7 separate regions of the Mus musculus genome follow, and regions 2, 3, 4, 5, 6 and 7 are each linked to region 1. A link is a contact called in public ChIA-PET, Hi-C, HiChIP or PLAC-seq and promoter capture Hi-C data. All regions are on one chromosome and are shown on one strand. The core of a region is the stretch at or near the end of the contact, and the rest is flanking DNA. Distances in the headings are between cores, read along the strand shown. Region 1 holds the start of Ppp1cc (protein phosphatase 1 catalytic subunit gamma). Region 2 holds the start of Rhof (ras homolog family member F (in filopodia)). Region 3 holds the start of Rpl6 (ribosomal protein L6). Region 4 has its middle 11 kb from the start of Morn3. Region 5 holds the start of Orai1 (ORAI calcium release-activated calcium modulator 1). Region 6 holds the start of A930024E05Rik (RIKEN cDNA A930024E05 gene). Region 7 holds the start of Rnf34 (ring finger protein 34).

The links. A called contact is a pair of places that touch in the nucleus more often than the background predicts. ChIA-PET counts read pairs in DNA pulled down with a chosen protein or histone mark. HiChIP or PLAC-seq counts read pairs in DNA pulled down with a chosen protein or histone mark. Capture Hi-C pulls out chosen DNA fragments and counts their contacts.
Region 2: a contact with region 1 is called in a Hi-C map of B cells, with 11 read pairs. The contact joins the promoter of Rhof here to the promoter of Ppp1cc in region 1. A contact is called at or near these places in 3 of 484 Hi-C or Micro-C datasets (B cells, the G1E-ER4 cell line and embryonic stem cells), 6 of 115 datasets of contacts at active chromatin or transcription factors (bone marrow-derived dendritic cells, bone marrow-derived macrophages, embryonic stem cells and 2 more) and 2 of 9 other capture datasets (liver and pancreatic islet).
Region 3: an H3K4me3 HiChIP or PLAC-seq map of bone marrow-derived macrophages shows a contact between it and region 1, with 4 times the contacts expected there. The contact joins the promoter of Rpl6 here to the promoter of Ppp1cc in region 1. A contact is called at or near these places in 1 of 39 promoter capture datasets (cranial neural crest) and 2 of 115 datasets of contacts at active chromatin or transcription factors (bone marrow-derived macrophages and extraembryonic endoderm stem cells).
Region 4: a Hi-C map of B cells shows a contact between it and region 1, with 11 read pairs. The contact joins the enhancer-like site here to the promoter of Ppp1cc in region 1. A contact is called at or near these places in 3 of 39 promoter capture datasets (the C10 cell line, cranial neural crest and pre-B cells), 1 of 484 Hi-C or Micro-C datasets (B cells) and 2 of 115 datasets of contacts at active chromatin or transcription factors (bone marrow-derived macrophages and memory CD8 T cells).
Region 5: an RNA polymerase II ChIA-PET map of memory CD8 T cells shows a contact between it and region 1, with 12 read pairs. The contact joins the promoter of Orai1 here to the promoter of Ppp1cc in region 1. A contact is called at or near these places in 1 of 39 promoter capture datasets (pre-B cells) and 3 of 115 datasets of contacts at active chromatin or transcription factors (embryonic stem cells, memory CD8 T cells and microglia).
Region 6: a contact with region 1 is called in a promoter capture Hi-C map of liver, with 2.0 times the contacts expected there. The contact joins the promoter of A930024E05Rik here to the promoter of Ppp1cc in region 1. A contact is called at or near these places in 3 of 39 promoter capture datasets (liver, pre-B cells and stem cell-derived epiblast-like cells), 5 of 115 datasets of contacts at active chromatin or transcription factors (cardiomyocytes, effector CD8 T cells, memory CD8 T cells and 2 more) and 1 of 9 other capture datasets (liver).
Region 7: a contact with region 1 is called in an RNA polymerase II ChIA-PET map of effector CD8 T cells, with 7 read pairs. The contact joins the promoter of Rnf34 here to the promoter of Ppp1cc in region 1. A contact is called at or near these places in 1 of 39 promoter capture datasets (liver) and 5 of 115 datasets of contacts at active chromatin or transcription factors (cardiomyocytes, effector CD8 T cells, embryonic hindbrain and 2 more).

What each region holds. Positions count from the first base shown.
Region 1 is chr5:122,157,005-122,159,560 of GRCm38.p6, forward strand. It overlaps Ppp1cc (protein phosphatase 1 catalytic subunit gamma), which reads left to right and starts at 1,271. Exons shown (of 7, transcript NM_013636.4): 1 at 1,271-1,611. The coding sequence starts at 1,557.
Region 2 is chr5:123,131,342-123,133,897 of GRCm38.p6, forward strand. It overlaps Rhof (ras homolog family member F (in filopodia)), which reads right to left and starts at 1,288. Exons shown (of 5, transcript NM_175092.3): 1 at 894-1,288; 2 at 526-613. The coding sequence starts at 1,031.
Region 3 is chr5:121,203,235-121,205,790 of GRCm38.p6, forward strand. Rpl6 (ribosomal protein L6) reads left to right here and starts at 1,267. Exons shown (of 7, transcript NM_011290.5): 1 at 1,267-1,318; 2 at 2,172-2,429; 3 at 2,520-2,556. The coding sequence starts at 2,172. It overlaps LOC115490270 (a small nucleolar RNA gene), which reads left to right and starts at 1,776; the gene lies at 1,776-1,909.
Region 4 is chr5:123,056,798-123,059,353 of GRCm38.p6, forward strand. No RefSeq gene overlaps it. Among named protein-coding and RNA genes, the nearest start is that of Morn3, 11 kb to the left of the region's middle. Within about 2 kb of position 1,279, at least 361 of the 459 cell types and tissues checked have an H3K27ac peak or open chromatin away from gene starts, as enhancers often do. A contact at or near this core is called in B cells, bone marrow-derived macrophages, memory CD8 T cells and 1 more, where this site is marked.
Region 5 is chr5:123,013,794-123,016,349 of GRCm38.p6, forward strand. Orai1 (ORAI calcium release-activated calcium modulator 1) reads left to right here and starts at 1,281. Exons shown (of 2, transcript NM_175423.3): 1 at 1,281-1,773. The coding sequence starts at 1,465. It overlaps Gm2479 (a long non-coding RNA gene), which reads right to left and starts at 1,234. Exons shown (of 3, transcript XR_387710.4): 1 at 934-1,234.
Region 6 is chr5:122,988,078-122,990,633 of GRCm38.p6, forward strand. A930024E05Rik (RIKEN cDNA A930024E05 gene) reads left to right here and starts at 1,277. Exons shown (of 3, transcript NR_045820.1): 1 at 1,277-2,014. It overlaps Kdm2b (lysine (K)-specific demethylase 2B), which reads right to left and starts at 1,022. Exons shown (of 23, transcript NM_001003953.2): 1 at 791-1,022. The coding sequence starts at 823.
Region 7 is chr5:122,848,909-122,851,464 of GRCm38.p6, forward strand. It overlaps Rnf34 (ring finger protein 34), which reads left to right and starts at 1,280. Exons shown (of 6, transcript NM_030564.1): 1 at 1,280-1,390. The coding sequence starts at 1,385. Gm33044 (predicted gene, 33044) reads right to left here and starts at 1,028. Exons shown (of 2, transcript NR_169045.1): 1 at 925-1,028; 2 at 542-837.

The DNA of each region.
Region 1 (2,556 bases), core at 21-2,520:
CCCACTGTCGGGGGCTAGCATCAGGAAAAGGGCTCAGATCTAGATGGGTGCATCACACACCATGCTGCGGGGCCACGGGAAGACAGAGCTTGTAGAAAATGAGTCTCTCTATGGGGAGACAACCTTGCAAGGCATTCATGGAAAGGAATCCTCAGATCCATCCCTCTTGCTTTGAGAAACATGAACTGGAGGTGGGGCTGGGGGAGAACATTTTGTAAATTTTCTGGCGTGCTACTGGGAAGAGATAAATGGGTCAGATGGGTGTGCATTTTTCTTCCATAGGCAGCTAGCCTGCGAGGCAGCAGAGTTGGGGACCCCTCAGGTGAAGGGGTGCCCCTGGGGAGTCAAGGAAGCTAGAGGCAAGCAGCAGATGAATGCGCTGAGGCCCAGAGCGCACGCACAGCAACCTCCCAGGAAATGTGCAAATTCCCATTTTATCTGCTCCGGCACGCTCATTCAACCCAGCTCCGGCTAAATACAGGGGAAATCTCTTAAATTATTATATAACTTTCTGAGTTCAAGAAAGATAATTCAAAAGATAGGTAGTAGCAACCCTTACAGAATTCTCCCAACCTCTCTCTAAAATGTAAAAGAGCATTAGCGCACACAAGAAGCTCACACAAATTACTTAATGTGCCACTCACAGTGGATTAACATTTTTTTGGCTTATCTTGGGGGCTTCTTTTTTCCAAATATTGTATCGTAGATGCTTTATTGCAGTATTATGAAATTTTGCCAGTGCTGGGAATTGAACCCAAGGTCTCACACATACTCGACAAGCATTCTCACCACGGAGCCGTATATCTAGCTCTTCTTGTTCACCAATGTGCCAGAGTATTTGAATCCCCAACGTTCCAACCTCCTCCTCTTTATGATTCTCCACAGGCAAGCAACCCCACCCCAGATTGGCTCCGAGGGGTGATTCAGTGTTGAACTCCCACCCCGCCATGTCGGTCAGACTTCTGTCCCCAAGCAGCAGAGCCGGAAGGAGCTGGTGAGCCTCGCAGCGCGCAGCAGACTGACAAAGTCCACCTTCAACTTGCGCGCGCCAACTTCACAACTTCCCTCTCCCGCCACAGGGGGTCTATTTCCCCCGCCCGTTTGGCGGAAGGATCCCGCGCGCGGTGGCGGAGTCGCGCTCAACCGTCTCCGCCCGGGCTCCGCCCCACCCCCGCCCTACGCGCTCAAACCCCGCCCCTTCCCGGCGCCGGCCCCGCCCCCTTCCCGCGCGCTCTATGGGCCCGTAAAGAAGTCCCGGCCGGGCCGCTGCACTCCCGCGCGCGCATCCGTGCGCCGCCCGAGGCTGGCCTGAGGAGTCGGCGGCCATCTTGTTCTTCTCGTGGTTCCCAGTGGCGAGAGGAGGAGGAAGCCCGGAGCGGAGCGGGGCGGCTGGGGGGGGTGGACCCGCCGCGGCTGCTGCTGCCACCGCCGCCGCCGCCACCACCGCTCGTGGGGCTCGTGGCGTGAGGAAGGAGGACGAGTGAGACCCCGGGGCGAGCGGGCGGCGGCGCCGCTGCTGCTGCTGCTGCTGCGGGAGGGTCGGCGGCGGGACGGCGATGGCGGATATCGACAAACTCAACATCGACAGCATCATCCAACGGCTGCTGGAAGGTGAGCGGCGCGCGGGTGGGTGGCGGGGCAGGCCCGGCCGGTGGGGGATCAGGCCCAGTGGAGGGGCCGGTCTTTTCTCGGAAGCCGCTTTGGATCTGGGGCGCGCATACAAGCGCCTCCGGGTTTGGGGACCCCATTATTTTTTATCACTCCCCTGTCCTTGCTTTCACATTTATCATCTGGAGTCCAAGGACTCATCAGAGGGACTTGGCTTGGCAGGACGACGTCCCAGTGCGATGAGAGTCCGTCTCCTGCATTTTCCTACCCCCTCCACCCTCCCCTCAAAGCCATCCATCCTCCAGCGTTCTTTCCCCCTTGAACGTGCATCCGCACACGGACCCAGTCCGGGTGACAGTGTGGCTCTCTCTGATCATCAGATTGTTGTGTCCCTGAGGACAGGGGGACGCTGCCGCGTTCAGCGAGCACCCGCCAGGTAGGTGCTGTGTTGTTATTATCCTGGAAGTGGGTTTCGCAAGAGAAACTCCCAAGACCTCGCTGGACCAAGAATTAACAGTTAAAAGTCAGGTTTCAAACCCCGGGGTAGCTAGGAACCTAGAGAGAACCTGCCGCCTTCCAACTGTTCACCCCGTGGGAACCCAGGATGTCCAGTGGTTGAGGAGAGGTTCAAAAACAAAAACCCAGCTTTCCTTTTGTCCGACTTGGGGGTTTCTGCCGTGTGGTTTCCTACTTTGGAGATTTCAAATTTGACATAGGTCTGGATCCTGCTAATCACAGATCCCACAACATCCGCTGAAGCTAAAGAGGAGAAGATCCAGTAACCTTGATTTGGGCTCTTGACACTAGCTTGCTTTGGCCCAAAATACTTTTGGAGTGGTGGACAGCTGCGCAATTCTGGTGGTAGATGTCTTCAAGTAAATCACTGACAGAAAAGGGAAAAGGTGTCTTTTTAAAATCTGGGCATTTCCCCGGGGGGCGGGGGGGTGT
Region 2 (2,556 bases), core at 38-2,537, 970 kb after region 1:
TCCCAGAATCCAGGGGCACAGGAAGAGAGATACATTCACACAGGACCTCGGGGGTCCCAACACATAGACCTGCCCAGCCATACGCAGCATCCAGGAGTCACAGCCCTGATCCAGATCTCACTAAACTAAAATTATAGGGCTGGGGAACACAGCTAATTGGAATCCAAGCCCCCAGGGGACTCAAAGCAAAGACCACACACAGTAAGGAACGAATTCTGCAGCCCTGGGAGGTAGAAGTACAGCCCACGTTTCCTAGAACCACAGGAGAGGAACATAGCTAGGGAACGAATGGTACTTAGCGCTGGGGGGTGGGGGATGCTGGGGAAGGGGGTCCAGAGTTCACCTCAATCTATCACCTCCACTTAAAGCTGAGATGGCCAGGGTCCTTTTGGCTTCCAGAGCCTCCCAGCCAGCCAGCATCCTGCAGGGACCTGGCCTGTTAGGGTGTCATGAAGGAAATGCCCCAGAAGGCAGGGGAAACCTTGGGAATGACCACAGGGAGCCTGTGTGCTCTGGTGCACTCACCAGCCGTGTCGTAGAGGTTCAGGGTCACCTCCTTGTTACCCACTGTCACACTAGCCGTGTACTTCTCAAACACCGACGGGGCGTAGTGCTGCGAGAGAGGGGGGGGGTCGGGTTGATCTTTTAAGGGGTGCAAAGGTGAGCTAACCATCCCAGACATATCCCTCCCCCCACGACTGTCTAACACCCTCACTCCAACCAGCTCGAACCTGGCAAACCACTGGGCTCAGGAATTCTCAAAGGGCTGCCTGGAGGAGACAGCTGAGACTCCATGGTCCAGGCTTGGGGCCTGGGTCCAGGTTGGGGTAAAGCCCTTGTTCCCTGCGGTCCCAAGCCCATCCTCACCCCTCCTGCCACCAAGCGGGCCTTACCTCGGGAAATGAGCCTTGGCAGTACACCATTAGCAGGGACGTCTTGCCGCAGCCGCCGTCACCTACGATCACTATCTTCAGCTCCTTCCTCGCCGAGCTGGGGGCGGCGGCTGGGGCCGGAGCACCCGGGGCGTCCATAGCCCGGAGCCCGCAGCGCTGGATGCTGCGCGCTGGCTAGAGCCCAGTAGAGCGACAGGGCAGGGGCGGGGTTACAGGGCAGGGCTACGAGGCTCCACCCACGGGCAGCTGGCGCCACCTCTGCCAGGCAGCCTCCCAGGTTCACCACCCTGTCTTAATTCTCCTCGGCTATGGTCCGGGGACCCCGGGTATTTGTCTTGCAGTCCCAGGGGAAATGAAGAACCTGAAGAAATGGATGCTGAACCGCAAGCGCAGTGCACCCCCACCCCCTGCTTAGTAGATTCGTGGTTTCTGCCTCTTCACAGAGACAGCCTTTAGTTGGCAAGCTCCGCCTTCTAGCAAGGACCCTTTGATTGGCCGGTCCCACCCCCACAGAGAAAACGTTGATTGGCGGGCTGTATCCTAGCACCCGGGTTCGCATCCAGCCCTTGCTGCTACAGCTTATCTTCCCACAGGTTGTAGCCGCGGTCGTTCGGAGAAGATGCCAAAAGGTGGGTTGTGTGTGTCCACATAGTCTGACCCTGGCCTTAGCCGGTGTGCAAATGCAGGAATTCTGCCCACCTACCCTGCCCACCCATTCCGTTGGCCCGTACTGTGGAGCCATGGCGCCCCCTGCCGGCGAATGCCTTCCGTCAGCAGCCTGTTTTCAGGGCGGACTCAAGATACTCGGCTCGGAAGGGCGACCCCAAACATGACAAGTCGCAAATGTGACAAGCCGAGAGCCCTAGTTGAGAATATCTGGACCTTCCGTAAACTTTGGAAACGGATAATCCTTGTCGCTACCAATAAGTGTTCTGGTGTCCGGTCTTTCACCCCAGGAGCTCCACTCTCATCCCCATTCAAATTGCTAGTACTCCCAGAACTACTAGCAGTACAGCTGGCTCATATCACTGCGACCCATGCTTTTCCTGTTACTGTGTGCCGCGAGTCCACCTCCAAAATCAGGCCAGTGGTCAAGCGGTAGGACCCCAGGAGACTGCCAGCAGTAGGCAGATCCTGAGGGTGAATATAATTCTACTAGAGGAGTTCATTTCTTCAAAGCAGTGTTGGCAAAGCTCTTGTCCTGGGCCTCACAATGGGGAGTCTTGATTTTCAAGTTCTCAGCAAACATCAAGAAAATTTTACTCTGTGGAGTAACTACCAACCTCACTCCTTGTTTCCCCGCCTCCTCCCCCATTGCGCCAGGAGACGCAATACACGGCTCCACCACCAGAGGACAGCAGCGACCGCCCGTGAAAACGCAAAGACAACAGGGTGGGTGGAAACCTGAACCAATCTCCAGCTGTTAGGGAGAAGCCCCTCTTGTCACTGGATCAACCGCCCATAGACAAATGTTCAGCAACTCACTCATTCCTTTTTTTGCAACTTGTTTATTGAGAAACAACCATGTTCCTGCCTGTGAGGAGCTCAGTCTAGAGGAGGCAGTATTGACGGAGTTCCCGGGACCAGTGAGATCAATTTCGAGACTACAGCTGAGGGGCCAGGAAGGTTGTGTTTGTTATATTGGGTACAGCTGTATAGAGGG
Region 3 (2,556 bases), core at 17-2,516, 950 kb before region 1:
TCAAGAGAAAAGCTCCTACCACTAGCAACAGGCAACAGACAAGTAGAAGACAATAGAAATCATGTGTATACGTCGTTCTAAGCACTATGAGGTAGAGGATAATTGTTATATGCGGGGCCTGTGATGACCTAAGTCCTCTTAAGATGACTGATCTCTAGGCCTCATGTGGTAGAGAGAGCCGGCGTCCCCAAGTTGTCCACTGACTTCCATCTGTATGCTGGGGCATGCATCCACTCCCCACTCCCACATGCTCACATAAGCATACACATAAAATAAAATGTAATAAAAAGTAAGGCACTGTCAGGTATACAGTGTCATTTTTCAAAGGATAGTAGCTTATTTAAAAATGTAATGAACAAAAAAGTTTTATTTTAAATCTTATTTATTTTTTCCTATTTAATTTGTTTATTTTGTTTTGGGGGCAGGGTTTGCTTGCATAGCCTTGGCTCTCCTAGAACTAGCTTTGTAGTTCAGGCTGGCCTCAAACTCACAGAGATCTACCAGCCTCTGCCTTCCTAGTGCTGGGATTGAAGGGGTGTGCCACCACTGTCAGACTTTTTTTTTTTAAAGATTTATTTATTTATTTATTATTTATGTATTTGGTTTTCAAAACAGGGTTTCTCTGCATAGCCCTGGCAAGATTTATTTATCTTATGTATATGAGTACACTACACTGTAGCTGTCTTCAGACACACCAGAAGAGGGTATGGGATCCCATTACAGATGGTTATGAGCCATCATGTGGTTGCTGGAAATTGAACTCAAAAAACTCTGGAAGAGCAGCCAGTTCTCTTAACCACTGGGCCATCACTCCAACCCTAACCTTTAGTTTTTAGAAGATAACTCTGGCCAGGCGTGGTGCAACACGCCTTTAATCCCAACACTTGGGCGGCAAAGGCAGGTGGATTTCTGAGTTCGAGGCCAGCCTGGTCTACAGCATGAGTTCCAGGACAGGCAGGGCTACACAGAGAAACCCTGTCTCGAAAAACCAAAAAAAAAAAAAAAAGAAGAAGAAGGAGGAGGAGGAGAAGAAGAAAACTCTGTAAAGTCCTTTCTTCCACCACATGAGTCGCAAGGCTCAAAGTCTGTTCATCATTTTAGGAGAAAGCGCTTTTACTTGCTCAGCCATCTCAGCTGCCCTTACCTATTAGGGTGGGGGTGGGGCCTGGGGGGACGTTCCCTAGGTGCATTGCCACGGAGTAAAGAAAAACTACATTTCCCATGATGCCCCATACAGGAAGGAAGTGATCTTGGTCACCTCCCGTCATTGCTTATAGACCGGAAGCCGCTGCCTTAGTTCTCTTTCCCGTCTTGCAAGGTAGGAATGGCGGGCGTCTGTGTGGCAGCGGCTTTCGGGACCCCAATCCTCGTCCATCCGAAATTGGGGGACATCCGGGGATCACTACCCAGGGCCGCCTATGGTCGGGATCATTCGCCAGATCTCTCGGGAGCTTCATTTCTGTCAGCGTGGGTTGGCGGGGGGCTAAGAACGAGCGTAGCGCCCGAGATGGTCGCTGGGCCCTGCCGGCTGCCGTAACCTGGGGAGGGTTGGAGGGCCTGTGTTGCGACTTGCGACCCTGCAGTGGGGGTTCCAGAACCTTCTGTTGAGCCTGTCTTGGCCACGTTGGGCTTCGCGACTGAAGGTGGGGAACCGCGTCCCCGGAAGACGACCGGAGAGCACCGCTGTCGGCTACTTTGCGGAGCTGGGGCCATCGTGGTGGCTTCGGGACCTAGGGCGACACCAGAGGGGGAGGTCTCGGGTGTTCCGTGCTGGTGCATGGGTTTGGATTTATGGCAGGCCCGTTCCCCTGGGTCTGTCATAGTGTCCCGTGCTAGAGCAACCCGTGGCCCCGAACCATTGCCTGGCCTCTGCCTGTAGGCTGCTGGCACTGAAGTGGGTCGCACAGAAGAGCCTCGAGATTCTGGGCTTCCTTGCCTGTGTAGACACTAGCAAAGATTGTCTTTGGTTTTCTGATTCACAAAAATGGAAGAATAAGATAAGGAACCACAAAAAAGTTTTTTAGCAAAAAAAAAAAAACAAAAAAACTAATAGTGCTAGATACTTAACCCTGTGTTTGGAAGGAAGAGGCATTGCAAGCATCAGAGGATGGTTTTCATACTAGCTTGTTGACAAATGGTTGATGAAATGCCTTTATTGTTTATATCCCTAGATGGCGGGTGAAAAAGCGCCTGATACAAAGGAGAAGAAACCTGCGGCCAAGAAGGCTGGCAGTGATGCTGCTGCCTCCCGGCCCCGGGCCGCCAAAGTAGCCAAAAAGGTTCACCCTAAGGGTAAAAAGCCCAAGAAGGCGAAGCCCCATTGCAGCCGAAACCCTGTCCTGGTGAGAGGAATTGGCAGGTACTCCCGATCTGCTATGTACTCCAGGAAGGCCTTGTACAAAAGGAAATACTCGGCTGCCAAGACCAAGGTAGGAGAGGGAACGGATGGCCCACTATGATGCCTTATTCCTGCGTTTGAGGTCTGGCAGGATCCTGGATTGATGGGTTTGTCTTTGTAGGTTGAGAAGAAGAAGAAAAAAGAGAAGGTCCTTGCTA
Region 4 (2,556 bases), core at 29-2,528, 900 kb after region 1:
TCCCATTACAGATGGTTGTGAGCCACCTTGTGGTTGCTGGGATTTGAACTCAGGACCTCTGGAAGAGCAGTCAGTGCTCTTAACCACTGGGCCATCTCTCCAGCCCCCTAAGTACTCAATTTAAAAAAGCATTTTACACCAAGCATGGTGGTAAGTTTAGCACTTGGGAAAACAAGGCAGAAGTATAAATTCAAGGACACCCTGGCCTTCAGGGGAAACCCTACCTCAAAAGACAAAAAAAAAAAGAAAAAAGAAAAAAGAAAGAAAGAAAGAAAGAAAGAAAGAAAGAAAGAAAGCAAGCAAGCAAGCAACAACAACGACAACAACCACCACCCAAAAGCTGAGGAGACCGCTCAGTGGAGAGAGCTGTTACTGTATGGTTGTGGCACCTGTCAATAGTTAAATCTGATGGCTTATGGCTTAGGCAGGAAATAGGAGGTAGGACATCTGGGAGAGAGAAAGAATTCTGGGATAGAGCCAGGCACGAGGTCCACCTGGGAGGATGCATGGAACCTGAGCACAGGTAACCAGCCATGGGGCAGAATATAGATTAAAATTAGTGGGTTATCATAAGTTATGATTCTAGTCAGAGAAGAGCCTAGCTCTATGGCCAAGGTATTTGGAAATCTGTTTTGAGTCTGAGTCTTATTTCTGGGAACACGGGACCGGGAGGAAGAATCGACCCTTATATCTACAGCTCAGTGGTTAGAGCATTGGCTGCTCTTCCAGACAACCTGGGTTCTGTTCCCAGCACCCACATGGCAGGCAACAACCGTCTGTTACTCCAGTTCCAGGTGCTCTGACTCCCTCTTCTGGATTCCCCTGGCACAAGGAACACACCCCCAAAACAGTCATACACAAAAATATTAAACAAAACATTTTGTTGTATTTAGCCAACCACACTATGCGAACTTACATTTCTACCAAGAATCATAGTGAATTTTTAAATAACAATAAAATAAAATTATAAGTCAAAACCACAATCAGAACTAGATTCTAGCTCTTTAAAAGCGGGATTGTGGGGAACGGGGCTACAAACAGGATGGTGTGGCTGACGTCATGAATTTCGGGGGGCTTTAAATGCGCATGCGTTAGGCTCGCTTCACACACGCGATCTTCCTGCACGCAGTGCGCGTGCGCACGGCGAAGGAGCCCCGCCGGCTTAATTTTTTTTTAGGTGGGAGGAGCCAGTCGCGGGAGTTCTCGAGACCTACCTGCTCCCGCGGAATTACCCGTCCTAGCCCCTCTGCACATGCGCAATCACCAACACGCGTCTGGGAGGTCTCTGAAAGGCGGGCCCGAGGTTGCGCCTGCGCTCTGGGTACTCTTCGCGGAAGTGAGTGGGAGATGGGGGTGGGAATCGCGCTTCCACGCGGAACCGACGGAGGGCGAGCCTGAGTGTGCGGCTAGGGTTCGTGACTCCTCCAGTGCCGCCCTTCCTAGTCACGTGAAGACTGGACTGTGGACACAGAAATTATTTTTCTAATTTAAAGATTCTTACATAATTACCCATGTCTACGTGAAGGAACTGTTTTTTCTTTCAATTTTGTGTTTCTGGGACTAGTACAATGTATCAGTCCAGGCAGGCCTCGAACCCCAATCTTCTTCCTTCAGCTTCCCGAACGCCAGGATTCTCAGGCGGAAAAGTTTAGTTTTGGATTTATCCCTAATCATTTCTTAGCCTTTTTTTTTAAGAATGCTTGAAACATCACGAAGCATTTTAGGAATCATGCACGGTAGCTCGGGCTCAGAGGGAGGAGAATCACTCGGGAGTTCAAGATCCTCAGCTACACAGGGAGCTGAGAGGCCAGGGCTCAAAGCAGAACTCACTTCGGATGCCTCCGAGTGTTCGGAGAGATTACCAAGAATTATTAGTAAGTGGTTCTTGTCTGTTAGGCAGATTTATTGCATAAAGGCTAGCAAAGAAGTCTGCATAGAATTATGTGTGGCTTTTGTGTCCTGAAGGTGGTTGGTTCATTTGTTTCCATAAACAAGTATGGAAAGCGGATAGTGTTCAATATATGAAGACTGTTCTGATGGCTGGGGACACCAAGAAGCCTGTAGTTCAGCCCCAGTTCTTAAAGGGTTCTTGTGGGAAGGTCACGTGGTTCAGATGTAGAGGCAGTCTTGGAGGTAGCTGTGGGAGCACCTTGACATCTGCTGGGTGACGTCTGTGCACTTCAGAGACTGTCCAGTCAATACAGTCGTGCTGGACTTGGGGAGAGGAAGTCTAGATGCCAGAAGAGGAGATTAGGACCAAAGTGGAGGGTGAGAGACCATGTGTGTTCCTGAACATTGAGGGGTGGTAGGGAATGAGGCAGGAAGCGACTGTTAGACCAAAATCGCCTACTTCAAAAGGGAGAAGTTAGTAAAACTCTCTAAGGAAGATTATTTACGGGTTTACGATTTATTCATCCGTGTCTGTGTGCATGTGTAAGTTGCACCCATGTAGTGGTATGAGCGTGACATTCAGTACACAAGTCTACAGAGCTCTCTCTTTCCAACATGCAAGTCTCAGTGTTTGAACTCAGAGCCTTGGGCCTGGTGGCGGATCTC
Region 5 (2,556 bases), core at 31-2,530, 860 kb after region 1:
CACTGTTAGACCTGGAGTGCCACACCACATGCTTAGGATTTATTTGACTGGGATCTAAATTTATCATTTGTTCTTGTTTTTCCCACATGTATTCAGTCAACAAGCATTTCTTCAATGTGGAGTATGTGCCAAGAAACATTCTGAAGGCTGGGGGTTAAAGCGGTGAGACTGCTCTTAACGTGTCCTAAAGTTCCTTAGCCCAGTGCCCTCCCTACCTTACCGGTATCTCCTGAGCCCCACCCTGAACCTCCCTATTTTCCTCTTCCCTTAGGTCCTGGCGCCTATCTTGCTGGCCCAGGTCTCAGCTCAGATGAGACTCCCAAGGTGTGAACCTTTTTAGTCTGCCTCCTGCAGAATAGAAAACGCTACGGAGGGGTCTGGGAATGGCAGGCACAGGCTAATGGCAGGCACATGCTAATGGCAGTAGTCCAGAGGCTTGGGCAGATGGCTCTTTGTGAGTTCGAAGCCAGCCTGGTCTATATAACAAGTTTCAAACCAGGCAGAGCTATGTAGTCTCAAAAATAAATAAATACAAACGGGGGCTAGCATTCTAAAATTAAAATAAAAACCCTGTTACTATCCACCTTTTTTTATCTTTTTTTTTTCTGTACACATTTACAGTCTCCTGAACTATAATTGACTCGATGTTTGTGTGTCTTTTCTACAAGAGTGTTGGCTGCAAGGGTGCAGGGAATTTTGTCCCTCTTGTGTTTCGAGGCAAGGGCTCACTCCTCCTTCAAACTCATTGTTTTCCAGTCTCCTCTATGCTGGGACTCCAGGCACGCATAACATCTTCGGGATCGACTTTGTCCGTCTCAATCACAAGCCTACACCCTGCCCTCGGTGCCTGGGACCGTGTTGGCACCCAATAGACGCTCAATAACCGCTCACTGAACTCTAGTAGCCCTCCGCTTGCTCTTTTTTCCAACAGACCTTTTGCCACCTTGTTCCAAGGAGGAAATAGGCCTCAGGAGGCGCCCAGAGGTGACCTCGGATGGCCTAAGTCAAGAGCTCCGGGAGCAAAGCCACAGGAGCAGCTGCAAAGAGAAGCGAGGCCTGACAGCGTGGGGCGCTTCCAGGAAGGCGAGCCAGGGGCTGGGGGCGGAGCCGTCGGAGGCGGTGCGGGGTACGTCACTCGCACGGACACCGCCCACCGCCTTGTGGGCGGGGTGTGTTCGTGGGTGTGGCGTATGCAAATAACCTCGGGTCGCCGGCCAATCGTGGAGCTCGCGGAGGTGCCGGCTTGGGACCGGACGCCGGTCGGCACGCAGGCTCCGGTCGCGGCCGCTTGGAACTTGCGGAGCGGTTCTGCAGCCAGTGCCTCGGCCTTCGGATCCGGTGCGTCCGGCTGCGGGAGACCGGCTCGAGTGGGAGGCCGGCGGAGGTGCGGCGCGGCCCGGCCCGGCCCCGGGGCCGCAGCCTTCTCAGGCGCTCGCCGCCAGCCGCGCCTTCGCAGCGTACTCCATGCATCCGGAGCCTGCCCCGCCCCCGAGTCACAGCAATCCGGAGCTTCCCGTGAGCGGCGGCAGCAGCACTAGCGGCAGCCGCCGGAGCCGCCGCCGCAGCGGGGACGGGGAGCCCTCGGGGGCCCCACCGCTGCCGCCGCCGCCACCCGCCGTCAGCTACCCGGACTGGATCGGCCAGAGTTACTCCGAGGTGATGAGCCTCAACGAGCACTCGATGCAGGCGCTGTCCTGGCGCAAGCTCTACTTAAGCCGCGCCAAGCTCAAAGCTTCCAGCCGGACCTCGGCTCTGCTCTCCGGCTTCGCCATGGTGAGCTCGGGCCTCCCTGCCCTCCTCCCCTCTTCCTGCTTCGGCCGCTCCCGCCCGCAGCCCCGACGGGGCCCACAGTTGGGAGCGGGCTGGGCGTGCCTGGGGTGAGGGGAAGAGCTGGGGAAAGCTGTCCTAGGCGCCGGAGGGGAGCCAGAGGCTGCTGAGCTGTGAGGGCGAGGTGGACGACCAGAGATAGAGATACCCACGCGCAGGTGTTTTTAGACGGGCACCTTGTCGCGGCAAAGAGGTTAGGGTTACAAAGAATGTTGCTTTCATGAAGTTGCTATGTAAGAAGTCTGCCCTGCATGTAATCAGGGGGACAAGAAGGATGCAAAAGGTCCAGCCCACTGAGGACAGGTGTCAGGAGATGAAGATGAGCTACATTGTGGCCGCGCCTTCTCGCACACCTAAGGCCGGAAGGTATTAACAAGACTTTATCAAATATTGGAGGGGATTTCCCAATACGTTCCACCTCCCCATACTCCACTAACTCTTACTCCCTTTTACACTCCCCACCCCACCGCATTTTCCAAGAGCCTCAGCCTAGGGGTTGAGTGCCACTCCCCACCCTCATTTTCTTCTCTAGAAACTTGCCTCTGAGTCACTGGGTGTGGGGGAGGAGGGTGGGACATGTTCCCCTTGAAAGGGCTCTTGCTTGATGAAGAGGTAGGCATATTTTCCTCCCCTCAAGTCCCAAGAAGGTGGTACGAAGCCTCTGCAGGAGGCGCCCCTGGAGGCTGCAGGTTAGGCACCAGACCTTAACTCTAGGAATACCTTCAGGCT
Region 6 (2,556 bases), core at 27-2,526, 830 kb after region 1:
CACGCCAAGTGATGTGCTAAGCTTTGCCCACTCGACTGGGAGCCTGGTTATGTAACCCCTGAAGGGGGCTCCGGGTATGAGCTGGCGGGGCAGATGTAGGCCCCGAGAGAAGCCGCTGCAGCAACCGGCTCCGCGGTAACAGCAGCCCTGGCGGCCACGGCGGCCAACCCGGGAAGCCGGAACCCAGGGCCGGCGGCATTACTAAGGCTGGAGCTGCTCCCGAGCTACAGAAAAGCTGGAAAGCTGAAACGGAAGGGTTGAGACCCTAACGGCCCCCGCCGACCGACCGCTAGTGCAAGAAGAGGAGGGGAGGGGAGGAGGTTAAGAATGTGGGGGGAGAGAGGCAGCCAGCCCACCACAAAGCTTCTATCAGAGACCCCAAAACGCACCAGCAGCTGCCTCATCTCCCCACGAGCGCGCGCGCACACTCACTTCCTAAGGAGACTCCCCCACCACTCCCCGCATCCTTCTTCCTCCTCCCTCCGCCGCTCAGCACCGAGCCCCGCAGCCCCCCAGATCCCAGGCGAACCCCGAGCCCGCTCAGTCCCTTCCACGCCTTTCGGCGTTGCCTCCTCCCCACTTAAGTGTCTGAGACCCTGAGCCTCACAAGAGACTGGAGGAGTAAGCTGCTTGCTTCCTTTTGCATGCAATTTATTATTTTTTTCCGGTCCTCTTGCAAAATACAGAAAAGGAAAGAAAAGGCAGCAAGAAACAACCAAAAAAATAAATAGATAGATAAATCGATCATATACCAGATACAGATTTGGGGGAGAAAAAAAAAGCTACACACCAATCTTCTTCCAGAGTCTTTCTCTGCCTCCATTTTTTTAGGAGAGTTCACCAATTAATTGTCAACACTCCTGCCCCCTGCATTTTGGCGGAGGGGGAAAGGAGGGAAGACCAAAGAAAAGAAAGCAAAAAAATAAATAAATAGAGCAAGCCAGAGCCGATATCTACAAAGTTTTGCACCAACACTTAAGCAGATCCGTTTGCAAAGTCCTAGGAAACCATTTTCAGCAGTTGTGGGGGGGGAGGCGTCGACGTCATAATCCCCGGAACGTAAACATTGTTGCCGATCGCGCTCGGAGCTTGCGGCTAGGCTAGTTGGGGAAAGGGGGGGCTCGGGTTGGGGGTGTCGGGGACCGCAGCCGTAGGAGGTGTGGGGCCAGAAGGGAGCCTGGGACGCACCGGGCGCTGTTAGCGCCTTGGCATCGCTGTTTTGTTGTTGGGTCACGAGTGCGCCTCTGCACGCAGGCGCCGCCGCCGCCCGGGAGCTGACTTTTGGAGGGCTGAGTTGCAGGCGGCGGGCGCATCCCAGAGATGGCGGGGCAGGGAGGGAGGGAAAGAGAGGAGGGGGTGGGGAGGGAGGTGCAGATTTGCACGGATGGCCTCAGCGGGAGGCGCGGAAATGCTAGCCAAGCCTGCTGGCGTGAAAGCCCCCGGGGCCTGGCACCCCCCAAAACGACCCCCCACCTCTGCCCCTGCCCCCTCTTGCTTGGGTTACGCAGGGCTGTCCCTCTCTTCCTTCACCCACCTTTCCTCATTACCTATGCTGGCGACCTAAATTCAAAGTATTTTGTATGTGTGATTTCTTTTTCTGTTTTGCTTTTCTACTGCATGCCTGGGGGGAGGGGCCAGCCTGTCCAGACCCTTATCCATTTGCGAACCTGCCATATGGAGGAGGCATCTGAGGGGCTCAGAAAGAAATTACCTCAGCACTGTATCTGTACAGACTGCATAACTTTTAAACTCCCGGGGCTGAAATAATAATATGGAGACACACGCACAGGTACAGGAAATACAGCCAGTCCACAGCCTTTTCAGACTGCAGCTGACCGGAAGAAAGCCTTTGGTTCATTCATTCGGATAGCCTCGGTAGTACAGCCCTGAAATAGAAGTTGGGCTTTTAAAGAGAAAGGAAAAAAAGTCTCTACACTCGCTGAGAAGAGATAAATCGATACACAGGAGGGAATAGAGAATCGGATTCAGCGTCTCTAATGCAGGCAGGCAAAAGGTAAGCCTCTCTCGTGTGGCAGTTTAAGAGAAAAGTGGTGGTTGTTTGTGGCTTTCTGGGGTACAGCAACCTTGATTGATCCATATTGTTTCTCAGCGGAGAAGGGGGGCAGCCTTTGTGAATATTCCTGGAGTAGCAGATCCCCAATGTTCCTCCGTCTTTTAAGTAGTGCTTGTGACTGCTTCCAGAATTGACTGACCCTCAGTGGTCCTGGAATTCCTTTAAGTTGAGAGAAATGCTGGCCCTAAACTTTGTTTCCCTCCGGGCCTCTTCCTTTCTTGCAAGGGCCTAATGACAGCATCACAAGGATGTTCTGAGAGACCTCCCAGGTGACGCTAGCTTGGCGTACAAGCTAAAGCAGGTCATTTTGCACCCTGGAGAAACCCAGATTCAAGAAATTATGAGTTTAGGTGACTGCTGTTTTTATCTTGTCCCAATGTCAAGAGCACTGGTTCAGACAGATACGGGGAGGAAGTGGCCTTGCCACCTGAAATCAGCTGTGAACCACACATCGTCACCCTCCCTTACGTCAGAATTTCCTG
Region 7 (2,556 bases), core at 30-2,529, 690 kb after region 1:
GCAGGGCATCCAACATCCTCATCTGACTTCCCTGATCACTGTACACATGTGGTGCACAGATACACATGCAGGCAAAACCAGATACAAAGAATTTTAAAGTATTATTATTATTATAAGAATAGGAGTTGTCTGGGTCTTCGCTAAGGAAGAAGTAACATCTTGAGCTCTAAAATTTCAATTATTATTATTATTTTATTATTTTTTAAGACAGGGTTTCTCTGTATAGCCCTGGCTGTCCTGGAGCTCACTTTGTAGACCAGGCTGGCCTCGAACTCAGAAATCCGCCTACCTCTGCCTCCCAAGTGCTGGGACTAAAGGTGTGTGCCACCACGCCCGACCTCAAATATTATTTTGAAGTGAGAGAAAGAAATGTAGGAAAACCAACTAATTAAAGCCTTAATCCAGCAAGGCTGAAGAAATTTATACCATCTTTTGCCACTTGTTTTTCTGCCCCGACGTCAGTTTGAAGGGATCATGTGAATTCTTTGAAAGGGTTAGTTAGTACTTGGGTAAATTTGAACATTACATCAATTGGACGCAGTTGTGGTGGAACACATCTTTAATCTCAAGCACTCGGAAGGCAGAGAGGCAGGCATGATTTCTCTGAGTTCCAAGCCAGCCTGGTGTAAACTGGGAGTTCTCTGGCCAGCACAGCCAGGAAAAAATCTTGTCTAAAAAGAAAACCGCACACACACACATACGAACCGAACGACAAAGAATTGGAATTGGACAGCCTTTGGTTCTTCAGCCGTTCTCAGTACATCTTCTAAATGGCTCGCCCTAGATCGTGCTGCCCCTCTTCCTTGAGGAGATCCGAGGTTCTCCTGGTGATGAGATCTAGAACATTCGGAGAATGGGTTAAGCCCGAGAGAGGCCCTGCTCCGCAGGTTAGAATAAAAGCTTCAAACCAACAGTGTTTCCTACTTCACCACAGCTCTTTTTCTGCCTCGGGCCGAGGGAAGCTATCCACCCAAAATAGGAAGCCAATTCAGCCTGAGCGGCTTTCTCTCCGACAGACCGGGCGTCACGTCGCGTCACGCCCCGCCCCGCCCCTCTTCGCCCCGCCCCGTTTCCCTCCGCCCCTCCCCTCTCCCCTTCGCTCGCAAGACTGCGCCCGAAACCCCGCCCCTTCTTCACCATTTCATTGGCTTTGGTGATCGGGCCCCCCGAAGACCCGCTTCGGATTGGTGGGCTCCGCCCGCCGCTCGGCGTCTTCCCGGGGCGTGAGCCGAGCGTGGCCATGCCCCCTTACGTAGGGACGCTCAGTGGGTCTCGGGAGGCGCCGCATTCGCCGCCTTAGAAGGAAGGAAGATCCGTTGTGTGAGGAGGCTGCTATGGTGCTGAGTTCCCCGGTAGAGCCGACCGAGCCGAGGCGGTCGCGGCCATGAAGGTGAGGGGCTGGTGGAGCCGGGAGGCTCTCCTTGCCTCTCCCGTACGCCCAGAGCGCTTCCTGTTTTCCGTCTCAGCGGTTACCCAGAGGGGCTTCGTGAGAGACCACCACGTAGCGGGGCGCCCGGCCCGAAGTGTGTGTGGGGCCCCGACCGGTTCCAGCCGGAGAGGCCAGGCAGCAGACCCTCCCGAGCTCCCACAGCGCCCTCCGGCGTCCTGGCCGAGGAGGCGGCTAGTGGCCCTGCGGTCTCAGCCCGCTGGGCCCTGTTCCCAGGGCCCTGTGCTCTTCTCGGGGTCCCGAGCTTTTTTTTAAGCCGCAAGAGCCTCGGTGTCTCTGGCCATGGCTGTGCCCTCTGCCTCCCCCGAGTCCTTGAGCTAACCCAGACTTCGGGGGGTGCATCACGAGACAGAAGGCATAGAGAGCGCTGCGTGGTATGATGAGGCTAGGACCTGAGTGGCCCATGGGGGGTTGGGGGTGTCCTCCTTCAAGGAGTCCTTCCCGTGGGTTTAAATGTTGTGGCCGTGACCTAGAGCGCTAGACGTGTCTACATCGCCACTAGGTACGCAGCAAGTAATTTGGCAGCCTTGCTCCCAGGTGGGAGTGAGAGCGTGGGAGAATCACTGATAGAAGTTTCAGAAAAGGGCAGGTTTTGTGTGTGTGTATGTGGTGTGTGTGTGTGTGTGTGTGTGATTTTGGCCTACTTAGGGGAGATGAATTTTCTCAACCCCATCGCAGAGAGTTCTAAAGAGGCTGTGTACAGCAGTCAATTCAGGCATTGATTCATTTGCCCAAAATCAAGTCAAATGGCGTGAGTCAGAAGGTGGTGATGTCTTCCCTCACGGTGTTGTATCCATCTCGTGGAAGAAGTAAGTGTGTTGGCTTTGGGCTGCTAGATTGACGACCTTGCACAGAGTGTCAAAGATTTACTGTGGACGATTGAAGAGAGGGTCAAGTGGATAGAGAAATTCAGCAAGTGTTTTGCCCAGCACCTTCACTGCCTTAGTCAAGATGGGGTAGAGGTAATTCAAAATATAATCACCCTGTTTAAGAAAGAGTTTGCCAGTTAAAAGAAAAGAGCCCCTTAAGCATGGTGGCACAAGCCCGTGATCAGCGTTTAGGAGGTAGAGGTGGAGGATTGCTGCATGTTTGAGGCCAAGCAAGTGTTT